2 separate regions of the Gossypium hirsutum genome follow, and region 2 is linked to region 1. A link is a contact called in public Hi-C data. All regions are on one chromosome and are shown on one strand. Each heading gives the region's core, a stretch centred on a gene start, on an enhancer-like site or on the middle of the called end of the contact. The rest is flanking DNA. Distances are from core to core; before and after follow the strand shown.

Region 1 (3,583 bases), core at 374-2,873:
CTTTACACAAATAAGTACTTATACTTCAATACCAACCCTAATTGTACAAATCATTCTCTCCAAATACCCCAATGACTATCTAATAATATTTTAATAGACTTAAAAGCATTAATTTTAAAATTGATTTTATCCATATATTATCTTCAATATTTATCTAATAATAGCTTTCATAGATAAATTATTTAATAGAAAACTTTCATACTCATCTAACCACCTTAAAAGTGTTTGATTTAAAAATTTAATAACAGGACGATAATTTTATAACAAAACAATAATATAAATAATTAAAATATAACATTTTAGATATAAGTGACTAAAATATAAACTAAATCAAATAAAAATAACTATTTTAGTAATTTACCCAAAGAAATAGAACATGAAAGATGGGAAACAAGAACATTTCCCTTGAATCCTACAATGACATGAAAGGAAAATTAAAAAAAAAACTGTTGAATAAATATATTTACATAATCTTAATTATGTCTAAACCTTATTAGAAGATTTAGACTTAGAAGACTGGTCCTTATCAAATGAAGATGATGCTTTCTTAGGTAACAAAACAGCGTTAATGTTAGGAAGAACTCCGCCACTAGCAATGGTTACTCCTTGAAGAAGCTTCCCCAACTCCTCGTCATTTCTCACGACTAACAGCACGTGCTGTGGGTTGATCCTATTCTTTTTGTTATCACGTGCCGCATTCCCCGCCAATTCCAACACCTGCTCAAAAATATGAAACTATCAATTTTTCGTTTACGAAAAAATACACCGAAATGGTAAAATCTCAAAAGCTAACTTTTAGGATCTAAGCATGAATATCTATCACTAAAATATTGATTTTCCTTTTTTTTCCAATAAAAGGAAATTGAGACTTCGTTAAAAAAATACGCACAAAATTCACAATTACAATTTTCCTTTGATTCCGACATTTTCTCATTTATCTAACCAAAATAAAACTGCTGAAAGCAGATCGAGAGGACATGACAATAAAAGGTTGAGAAAAAAGATCAGACACCTCAGCAGCAAGGTACTCGAGGACGGCGGCAAGATAGACGGGAGCACCGCCGCCATAACGCTGTGCATAACGGCCTTTCTTGAGGTAACGGGCAATCCGACCCACTGGAAACTGGAGTCTTGCCTTTGCCGACTTAGACACCGCTTTTTTCCTATCTCCCCCTCTCCTACCTCCCGCTGTCGTTGACGTCGACTCCATTACAGCTTAAAAGACGTTAATTTACTTTAAAGAATAAAAAATTTGATTCAATTCTGATGAACTTCTTATTTGATCGGCGAAGAGGAGTGCGAAAAACTCTTTTTAGTTTCTTTTGGTTGAGATTTTTTTTTGAATTGTGTGAAGCGAAAGTGATAGTTGATTGCGGGCTTTTATAAATGGATGTGGCACGCTGGCAATCCGCAGCTGCTTGATTTAGGCTATTGAAAGGTGGATAGTAGGTTTTGATCCGACGGTTGGGTTCTGTTCGTGATGTATTTAGATCTTACGATCTGGGATTGCCTAGTGTTGTGATTCTTGTGGTTGGCCCTCTTGACCTAGGTGGAGATTATTTGGGGCGAAACCCAATAAATTTGTTTATTATATACTAATTTTTTATGACGTGCAATGCACGAGTTGTTCGTTTATTTCATAAAAAATTAGGTATTGTTTAAATATTAATTTATTATTAATTAAAATTGTTCTTGGCATAATATTTGGAAGATATAAATAAATTCTTAAATTATTTTTATATATGGGAAAATATTTGATAAACTATTAATAAAGTTTTTAAATTTCATAATTAAGGTTAGAAGTTGACAAGTTTCTTATAAATGTATAATAAAATGTTTAAAAAAGTAAGAAACATCAATTTTTTAAGGTTAATTATAAAATAAAAAAAATTTTATTGTTAGTTTATTAAATATTAACTCATTTATGTATATATATTAAATCAAAAATATTAAAATGTTTGAAAATAATGTTAATAACGTTTTTAAAAAAAATATAATCAATAATCTTTATTTCAACATCGTAAATGTCTTACCTAAAAAATAAAATTTTAAAAAATAATGTTAGATATAAAGTAGAATTTTAAAAACTTATTAGTGTTGCATGTTTTAACTTAAAATCATTTTATAATTTTTATATATTTTATAATTCAATATTTTTATATAATTTATATAATTTTCATGTATTTTTAATTCAATATCATGTAATAATATTTTTAACCCTGTTTGTAATTTATTTTGCATGAAAAAGCTCTAGTTTAACTATCTTATTAAATAACTATAATTGTTTTAATGTTTTTACCATTTTAATTAATTTTGAACATAATTAAGTAAAAATGAATTTTATTTTTAAACACTTAATTTTAAATAATTAAGAATGTTAAGATAAATAATATTTATTTTTATGATAAACATTAAAAGTATTTTTAATATTAAGATAAATATTATTTATCTTTATGATAAATATTATATTATATTTTTTAATGTTGAACTTCAAACTAAAATTTTAAAGGATGAATAAATAATATTATTTAAATTAAATTTTGAATTACAATTGGAAATAAAAGAAATTAAGTTAAAGCTTTCCTAGCTTAAAAATGAGTAACAAGAGATGAAGAAACAAATGCAAACTTTAAAACATGAAATTCCAGAAGATAGTTCTTTCGAAACTGAACCCGAGCCAAAAAATAATACACAAGAATACATGATGGTTTTTACTAGAGTATCCATCCAAGGATATTTGATTAAAATAAATCTTATTATAAACAATAGATCTCAATTGGAAACGATAACCCTTTTTAATACAAGAGCAAATTAAAATTGTATTAGAGAATTCCAGCAAAATATTATAACAAAACATTATAATCTCTTAAAGTTGCAAATGGTAAAAAAAAAAAACTCAAAATTACCTACAAAATTCCTGATGCTGAAATTGGTAATAAAGGTATCAAATATCAAACATGTTTTTAATGGTAAAAGATATTATTCAAGACATTATATTAGAAACTTCATTTATATATTTACTCAAACCCTATAATGTAACAAATCATTCAATCTCCACCAATGTTTTAAATACCAAGATAGAATTTCCTTTTATGGAAAGTCTCAAAATAAGAAATCTCAACCTGTTAAAATCTTTGTTCATTCATATTGCACAAATCAACAATTTTATTAATAATGAACAAAAGCAAATTTCTTTTCTAAAAGAATAAATATATTTTTAAAAAAATTAATTGAACAATTAGCAAAAAAAGAATGCCAAAAATGAATAAACCAAATTATAGAATCAATAGAATCAATAATATGTTCTGATATTGCTAATGCCTTTTGGAATAGAAAATAACATGAAGTAACATTACCCAATGAAGATGATTTTGATGAAAGATAAGTTTCAACAAAAGTCGGGCCAATGTAGATGAATAAAGAAATGGAAGAATTTTGTAGAAAAGAAATACAAGATCTTCTCAATAAAAAATTAATCAGAAGAAAGTAACTCTCCTTGGAGTTGCTCCTTCCTCTATGTAATAAAAAATGCAGAACTCGAAAGAAGAACGTCAAGATTAGTTATTAATTACAAACCTCTCAA
Region 2 (3,583 bases), core at 628-3,127, 200 kb after region 1:
AAATGCGTTTAAGATATGGCTTAGTAAAACCTATGTTTTACCCTAAGTCACATAATCTCCAAATAAATTACTGATTGAGTCAAGAAGAAACCAAAACAGGCATCCAATACATAAGGAACACATACCGATAGTCAGGCCGAAAATCATGGCCCCACTTAGATATACAATGGGCTTCATCAATTGCAAACAATGTGATTCCACGACTTTCTGCTAGCCTCTGAAGAGGTTTTATTAGTCTGCACGGAAGTACTTGTACTTTCTCAATAACAAGAAAAAGAAAAGAGAGAATAAACATGTTCTTTGAGAAAAAACCAAGAGGCACTATATGCGCCTACCTCAGAATTGTTTCTGGACAAACATATATAATACTATACATTCCTCTCATCGCTTTCTGCTCCACACTGCTGTCTGGTTGTCCAGATCCAAGAAAACAAGCAGAGACCCCATGTTTTGATAATTTTAAGCATTGATCGTGCATCAAGCTTATCAAAGGAGAAACCACAACTACAACCTTTCCTGTTAATAATGCCGGAATCTGGAAACAGAGAGACTTTCCTGCAGAAGGTAAACAATTAGTACTTCAAGTTATGAGATAGCAAAATGAACAGCGTAAAAACAAGACAAGCAAAAGATTATAAGATTTACCAGATCCTGTTGCAGCAAGAACAAGACAGTCTTCGTGAGCAAGCAAAGCAGCCAAGGCTTCCTTCTGGAAACTCTTCAAGGATGAATAACCAAAATGCTTTCTTAATAAACCGTTAACCTTCGACTCCCAATTTGTTCCAATATTCAGCTCCTCAGAACAGCAAACTTGGGAAGGTTCTGCCACGTTTTCAAACTGATTATCTATAAGCAGAATTGGTTCCTTGTGTTCTTCCACAGGACTAGGCAACACCTTGGATCCAGACATGACCCCATCAGATACATCATTACCTCTGCTTCGCTTAGGTTTACTTGTGGGTTGAAAATGTTCCCATATCCTAGACTGCCGGATTTCACCTTTTGATTGTGAAGATGTCATAACCCTCTTACCAAGACTCTTTAAATCCCTTGAAGAACATTGAAAACTAGCTGTTCCACTGAGAGGATTCCTACCACAACCATTCAAAACATACTCAACCGCATCATCAACTGACGGTCCTACAGCTTTTACAGCTTCTATGGCATTAGAATGCTCAAATCCCATTTCAATAAGTTTTTTAATAACTTGATCAGACGACACATCGTTTCCTCCCATTTCATAAGAACTGTCAACCAAGGATTAAACACAAGTCATCCTTCGGTCAAAAATATTTCAAATAAATACATATAAAGCAAAAGCTAGTTGGCTCAGCTGAGTTTGCCTCGTTTCTCTTTCCTTTTGTAAAGTTTCTAATAAACTTAATATTATCTGTAATCCATTCAAAAATGAAACGTCACTAGAAACCCATGCCCTTGATCTGAGCAGGCAGAAGTGATTCAAAGAGACAAACACTATAACTTTTTGAAAAGGAAACAAATGAGAATGCATCCAATACGATTACGCGAGCTTCATCTCAGTACACAAAATCAAACATGAAAGCTTTGGGATTCAAAAGTTAAAGAAAACGGAATTCAATGAAAATTTCAAAATAATAGGCAAATAAGTGCAGAATTCTGACCTACCTCAGCGGCGCTTTAGATCCGATAAATTATGGGTTTCAAAAAGAGACGTTCTTTTTTCTTCTTCTTTTTTTCATTGAATGGCTGAATTGAAATTTTTATTTGCCCGCAAAGATATATGCTTCTAAATTCTATAAAGAAAATCAACAAAATCAACGCGCCAAAATTGAATCTTAGGGCTCCAATTAAAAAGTACGAAGTTATAAGACAAACGCCGTCGTTGAGTAGAACTGGTTTTGGCCTATTTCTAGTGTCGATTTGCCAATCCCATCAAACTTGTATACGTGTGGGAAATATATATTTAAAATACTTAATAAAATATATGATTTGAAATTAATTAATCATAATAATATATAAAAAATGTATAATATTAAAATAAAATAATTAAAATAAATTATGAGTAAAATAAATTTTAAATATATAAATATATCAGATCAATAATATTAAATACACTAATTATTTATCATGGTTTTATCTTTAAATTATGAGTTAGTGTCGAGTTGACTTATAACATCAACTCAATAAACAACATTATTAATATATATATACATACACAATTGATGAAGATAATAAATTAGATATATTAAAAAATATATGTAAAATATATTAAATTGAAACTTTAGTTGAGTGATAAATTTAAAGTTTTGAAAATCTAATTAGTGTGGGTTCAAATCCTAAAATATGATAATTTAACTAATTTTTGTCAAAATAAAAAGACTAAATACCCTTGAATAATATAATTTCTTTTTAATTACAATAAGACATTTCTTTAATTTCCTAACGAGTTGGGTGACCGACAAGGGCGAAGCCAAGGGGGCTGGCATGGACCCCGGCCCCCTTAAAATGTAAAATTGCATTTTAGACCCTTGAAATTTTTTAAAAATTTTAAATTAATAAAGGTAAAATTACACTTTGACCCCCCTAAAATTATAAAAATTTGATTTAATCCTTTACAAATTATAAAAATATAAACTATAAAAAATTCAAATTTCATCCGGCCACCCTAAAAAATTTTCTGGCTTTGCCCCTGGTGACCTACATGACACCAACTCAATCAAATGCTTAATAAATAGTATAGATATATACAACTAATGAGATAATAAATTGTGCATATTAAAATAGAAATGTATAAAATACATCAAAACAAAGCCTTGGTTGAGTAATAAATTTTAAATTTTACTAATCTAATTAGTGTAGGTTCAAATGTCACCATATGCATATTTTTATTGATTTTTGTTAAAATAAAAAGACTAAAATACCCTTAAATGGTTTAACTTATTTTAATTATGGATGGGTATTTTCGTAATTTCTCTAATAGGTATTTTTATTGCTTTCGTAATTTCTCTAATTATGGATGTTTTAAAACATTCAATAAATAGTATAAAATTTGACAAAAATTACTATGATTAGATTGCTTTCGAGATACTTTCTATTCAACTCATTTCCTTGAACCATGCAACTAGCATAGCTCATTTACAATTGGTTAAAATAGTTGAAACTAACACCATGTTTGGTTCACCTGAATAGCTTAGTTATTCTGGGTGTATTCACCCCACCATAGTGAAGCAGACATTGGTTGGCTAAATGACCATTCAACCGAATGGCCATTCCGAGGCTAAGCGGCAAAGTCCCGTAATCACCATTACGTATTCCCACCTCTAAATGGGTAATTCGGCGATTCTTGGAATTGATTTCTTCTCTCTTTTTTTACCTAATTTACCAATGCAGAAAATCATCTGAAACTCCAAAACTAAACAAAGAAAATCCATAGAAAACAACAACACTTTAATATAAACATTGCAGTAAGCAAACCATAGCAGAAAAAAAAATAACAAAATTTTATAACATTTATCTTTAAAAAAGAGACTCAATCATTTCAATCTCAAACACTCAAACAAAATACAAAGAAAAGAACAACAACCCATTTACAGGAACACCTAAA

The links. Hi-C and Micro-C count contacts between places; a contact is called where the count stands out from the background.
Region 2: a contact with region 1 is called in a Hi-C map of leaf, with 5 times the contacts expected there. The contact joins the promoter of LOC107887642 here to the promoter of LOC107904532 in region 1. A contact is called at or near these places in 18 of 34 Hi-C or Micro-C datasets (anther, callus, fibers and 4 more).

The regions. Positions count from the first base shown.
Region 1 is chrA11:112,086,569-112,090,151 of Gossypium_hirsutum_v2.1, forward strand. LOC107904532 (probable histone H2A.5) reads right to left here and starts at 1,624. Exons shown (of 2, transcript XM_016830938.2): 1 at 1,013-1,624; 2 at 282-717. The coding sequence starts at 1,210. The coding sequence ends at 484. It overlaps LOC107904526 (a long non-coding RNA gene), which reads left to right. Exons shown (of 2, transcript XR_001686244.2): 2 at 1-11.
Region 2 is chrA11:112,287,898-112,291,480 of Gossypium_hirsutum_v2.1, forward strand. It overlaps LOC107887642 (ATP-dependent DNA helicase Q-like SIM), which reads right to left and starts at 1,878. Exons shown (of 21, transcript XR_005904464.1): 1 at 1,641-1,878; 2 at 646-1,247; 3 at 336-555; 4 at 126-236.